2 separate regions of the Danio rerio genome follow, and region 1 is linked to region 2. The links are chromatin contacts, called in public HiCAR-type maps. All regions are on one chromosome and are shown on one strand. Each heading gives the region's core, a stretch centred on a gene start, on an enhancer-like site or on the middle of the called end of the contact. The rest is flanking DNA. Distances are from core to core; before and after follow the strand shown.

Evidence for each region. HiCAR-type assays count read pairs that join an accessible place to other places.
Region 1: a contact with region 2 is called in a HiCAR-type map of caudal fin, with 8 times the contacts expected there. The contact joins two enhancer-like sites. A contact is called at or near these places in 3 of 18 Hi-C or Micro-C datasets (caudal fin, embryo and fibroblasts) and 1 of 4 datasets of contacts at active chromatin or transcription factors (caudal fin).

Annotation. Positions count from the first base shown.
Region 1 is chr13:28,395,225-28,397,924 of GRCz12tu, forward strand. All of the region lies in intron 3 of adka (adenosine kinase a), which reads right to left. Among named protein-coding and RNA genes, the nearest start is that of adka, 20 kb to the right of the region's middle. Within about 2 kb of position 1,262, at least 17 of the 62 cell types and tissues checked have an H3K27ac peak or open chromatin away from gene starts, as enhancers often do.
Region 2 is chr13:28,106,508-28,109,207 of GRCz12tu, forward strand. The region is part of intron 2 of kat6b (K(lysine) acetyltransferase 6B); the gene reads right to left. Among named protein-coding and RNA genes, the nearest start is that of kat6b, 19 kb to the right of the region's middle. Within about 2 kb of position 1,339, at least 16 of the 62 cell types and tissues checked have an H3K27ac peak or open chromatin away from gene starts, as enhancers often do.

The DNA of each region.
Region 1 (2,700 bases), core at 12-2,511, 290 kb after region 2:
GACAGCTCCGCGTACCGAACCAAACACTTAACCAGGAGTGAAGAGGGAAAGGCATCTGAAGGCTGTCGTAAACATGGCAGGCATGAATGCTTGTAAGGAGAGCGTGGAGCGGGACCAGCCCACCGCCATCAGGCCAGCATTTAGTGCAGCAGGAAAACAGACGGCCTGGCTGGGCTCCACGGCGGCCCGCAGCTTAGCAATTAGAGACCGTCCAGCTCTGACTGCAGAACAAACAGACCTTAAAAAAGAGAGACTACCTGATTCCCTGTAACACTTGGCTACAACCCGTCTAATGCATCTCAGCAGAAAAAAAAAAGATCTATGTTCCCACCTGAGAGGGTAAAGACCAATGGAAAATCCCATAGTGGCCATAAAAGCCAATGTTGCGTTTCTGAGCTGGGCCGCGGTGTACAGTCTTGAGTTTTCCTGGCAGTCAGCTTACTGCCGCCGTAATTCACAGCACATAAATCTAAGCAGTCATAACGTACAACAGAGCCTCAGTGATGATGATGAAGATTGAGACGAAGGAGTACAAGCAAGATCCTCTCTCTCTCTCTCTCTCCATCCTCAAGAGCATCCTCAAGTGGATGCAGGGCAGAGCGTTAAGAGGTTACCGCTCGGACATCCAGCCATTAGGGGAAATCACTTAGCTGCGAAGGGATGGCTGATGGGAAACGAATCAGGCAGGAGCCAGAGTGGGAGTCGGAGCCATCAGGGACCATTGATCCTGAGATTCTGGACCTGTAGACAAACCCCCCTGCCTACTCGTCTTTAAGGTCAGGGTAAGGTCACCATCTTGACCCCTGGAACTGGATCTTGAGGTGTGGCGCTTTATACGTGCTTCTAGCCAAGGTTGGACGAGCACTGGTGCATGTCTGCCAATGGGAAGGCAAAGTTCGGACGGCTCACACAAGGATAACTTAACAGGAACATACAGTACAAGTTCGTGGTTCGTTTAGGTGTATTTATTTCCCCCCCGGAAGTGTCAAGAATGCAGTGCTGATGATTAATTGTAGCCGTCTCCTCCAACTCCAAGAGCTAAGCATCCCTGCCAATCTATTTTTCCCCTTTCTTTAATGTTGACAAAGCTTTTTGCCCCAAAACACTGCTGAGTAAATGTTCATACTGCAAGCGTGCGCGATTTGCAAACGGTTTGTCCCTCTCAAATATACTATTTTTCCACCCCCTATCCTCAGTGCACCTGCAATTTAGCTTTCGGTGCGCAACAGCTCTTTTTTCCTGCCCGCTCTCGAATAAAGAACAGCACACTCATCAAAAGCGGCTCCATCTGAGACACAGGAAACCGTCAGACTCAGCTCTCTCAGGGGGGAGGCTGATCGCCCGCGGCTGCACACCGTTAGGACAATCCACAAAACAAAAGGACGCAGATCACAGTCGGCGTGTTCAGCGTTTGTCTTGCTTATTCATGAACTCAAATCTCAATAACTGTTTCAGCATATACAAATGACTCCATTCAAGAATTTGAAAACAAATAACTTCAGTCAAGCTTGGCCTTTCAGCCTGGGAAGCAGCTCAATTGTCCGTCCCCTGCTAAACAAAACTAATCTGAAATCGGATAAGGTTTCCTGTTGTGCACTGGCAAAAGCCTCCCTGCGGCATGATGCTGTCTTAAGCTATTAAAATGCCTGAGCGTATGGCTCCACCTGCTGGCTGACGTAGCTACTGCATCTGCTGAGACGATGCCATTATAAACACCCAGAAGTGTTACAAGACCAGAGGCAGCTGTACATTACGATAATAGATTCTGGCACACAACGCACCTCTTAAAACAGATATGACTTTTATTTAAATCACATAGCAACACTGAGGAGTTATAAAGGTATTTTTGAGCACAGATGTTTGTGACTTTACAGGTAAAGCAAAAAAAAAAAAAGTTAAGAAATTAAATGTCTTTAAAAAGGAATATAGAAAATAAATTAAACTATAAAGACAGTCTATGTTTGTCACAAGATGGCAGTGTTGTGCAAGTATGAGTTTAAACCCTTGGGTTTGTGCAGGGGTCAACTGTTTTTCTGGTTAACAGCTCTGTTAGCCTCTGCTGGTAGATTTGGAAACTACAATCTGTTTCTTGGAAAAGGTTTTTGAAAATGTCTATTATGGGCATTTAATATGTTGTGCATTTATTTATTTAAAGTCCATTAATGAAAGCTAAAGTTAGTGACACTTTAGAAAATACCTGAAACTGTTTCATAAATCAAGTGGCATCGGAAAACAACTAATGTTACAGAAATCAGAAGTCTAAGCAACATTTTTAATCGCTTTAAACAAGTTTTAGATGCAAAAGTGTAAAAAGTTAGTCACAAAGCAAAAGTGTGAAAGCTGGCCACAAAGCCCTGACACATTTTATTTTGAGACACTGACAATAACTTAGCATGTAGCATGTAACAAGTAACTAATGTATTATTAGCAGAGTATCAATTACATTGTTAGGAAAATGGGGGGTGGGGGGGGGGGGGGCAGAATAAGCTGACAAGTATTTGCTAATTAACATAGTCAATTAATGAATGTTGGATAAGCATTAGGAATGGGCTTTAATGAGCTTAAAATGATATCAAGGTATAATTTTCACAAGGATTTATATGTATCCACTGAGAGACAAAAAAGGCAAGTATCTTTAAAGAACACTTTCAGTTTTTTTTTTTTTTACACACTTCACGCTTTGCTTTCACTGCTTGAGGA
Region 2 (2,700 bases), core at 89-2,588:
GGTGATCATACTAGATCATAGCAGTTTATACTATTATTAAATTGCAATGCTTCAGAAACGGAAACCATTTCTAAGATAGAAATGTCATGCATCGCTGTCGCAGATTGTTAGGACCAAAACTCCTTTTATCACGGCAAATATATTTTTCTCATAGCATTATGTATTAGGCTACTGTGAAAACTTTATAGACAAAGCTTATTATATTAAAAATAAGAAAATTGCACATTGCTCTCATTTACTTAGAATTGAAGATACGATCATGTCCAAAAAGTTTGAGGTCAACAAGACTTAAAAGATTTGAGTATCTTTTTAAAACATTGCCATTTGGAACTTCCTTAAAAGTATAAAGCAGTATAAGTGCATTTAACACCAACAAATACTATTCTTGAGCATCAAAATAACACAAGCATGTACAGTTGAACCCCATGAATTATTAGCATCCTATGTTCAAGAAAAAATATGATCAGACATACTGTGAAAATTTCTTTGCTCTTTTAAACATCATTTGGGAGATAGTTAAAAACGAAAAAAAAATTCAGATTTTAACTGTATGTCTTATCTATTCGTGTTTTTTCTGACCCCAGTTAACATGTTATGTGAGTCTCCTTCAGGCTTTCTATAGATATATGTCTCATGTGTTTTGTTTTTGTTGAGTTTCAGTTCATTTTAGTGACGTGTTTCTAAAAACTGTTCGCAAAGAGACAAAATAAAAAACACGCACACTGTGTATTTTCTTTATTTAGCAAAAGCACTCACATATGTTATTGTGAGTGCACACAAAAAGTAGACACCAAACAGATTTGAATGTTGTATAACACTTATTTGTTCGACTAAAATCAACAGTGTTTGACTTAGTGTTTGACTAAGTGTCTTTGGCACCAATAAGAAAAAAAGAGATGCTAAATAAGCCACAGTGATCTGGTGACCTCAAAGGGTTAAAATAAAGTCAGCTAGAATAACATTTCAATACTTGACAACATTACTTCTGGTCAAAATGTAGGCTTGGTAAGCATAAAATACCCAAAAGCCATATTGTTGACAGACATGATGATATTGGGACTACCCTAATGCGTTTTTGCATCAAACAATGTAGTGTGGTCAGGTAGCCAAGATCTCAGGAGATCAGATGCAAATCCAGACGCAGAATCCATGAGACGTGACACAACAAATAACAGGAAATTAAATTCAAATGTCATTGGACTACTGTAAAGATTACATTCTTGTGTAAAAGCCTTCAAAAAGGCAGCAGCCAAAACAACAGACATCAAACATGCAACAAATCTGCTACTACTGATGAAGGATAAAGGATGCCCAGCAGGATGTGTCCTGAATAGTGCACGTCACCACACAGGCAAACACACACACCGCCTTGCCGTATCACTGAGTGCTGTGATACACAACGCTGAGCCTGAGTAAATATTGGCAATGGGATGTTATACAACTGCGAGAGGTGTAGCCAGTGCCCTCTGAACGAGAGTAACGCAAGGTGCTGATGCCAAAAGACGATTAGAGGGAAGCGAACAGGCTCAGTGAATAGCTCTTGAGATAAGACTGTATCTTTCCTCCCACGAAAGCCTGTGGCATGCAGGACTCGTGTAGTGGAGATCAGAAAAAGGTTACATGGAATCTGACGGCAAAGTCTGCCACCACACCCTCATGTCTCCAAACAGTTGCATCTAAATCTCTGCACGAGTCGCGTAAGTCCATTCAAGCCAGAGTCTTTAGACTTGCCCACAAAAACACATGAGTCTCCTGAGAGGAGGAACCGGTAGAACTTGAGAGTAAACAAGCGAGCAATTCGGCTCGATTCTCTCCCAAAAGGCTTGTCAGCAAGAGACGAAGCGATCTGCTGGGGGATGGTGAGTATTAGATGCAGATGGGGCATTAGAAGAGCGAGTAAAACTACATCTAGTGGGTATGTTCTCTGTACCATCTCAAGAGAGCCACTCAGGCTGAGCTCCCCGCTGTGCCATGTTGATAAATATTGAGTGTCTGTTCTGGTGAGAAACCTGTTGAGAGTAATGCCAGACTAATTGTTTTATGCAACAGGCAATCAATCCCTAGCCTATTAATCATTTTGGCAGACCATCAATTTGCAGATGGGTTATTCATAAACATTGCAAGTTTTTATTTAAGTGCCAATTGAAAGGCTCCAAATCGATGGCCCCTGAATGATACGCACAGCTCTTCATACAAATGACTGCGAGTTGCTTAGTGCTCGGAAGCGAACGTGCGCTCATCGCCTATAAAGGGCTTCTCTCCCTGAGGGCAACGTAATCATGATACACAACAAAAATCCCACCATGCACATAACGCTTGACCTCAATTGCCTTTAAACAATACATCTGTATTCACGCGCAGGAGGGGAAAAGCACAGGCACCGCCGTCTCGTATAAATACAAATAAACCTTCCACTGCAGCTCTACACACCACATCATTCAATAACATTAGCGCTAAATTGATTTCAATGGCAGAATTCCACTGCCTCTTGCTGGATTGCAGCTAAAAACGCTCATTTCTTTCACACATGCATGTGCACAAAGATAAAAGAAACATGGCTACTTGAAAGCATGGCATGTTTGACGTCGAGAGAGATAGGATCTGAGCGTGAGATATTTGATATGTTGGAAAAACGAAACAAAAATAAACACAGACAGACTCTCTTACATGAGGATTTCCGAGCCCTCAGACATAAATATA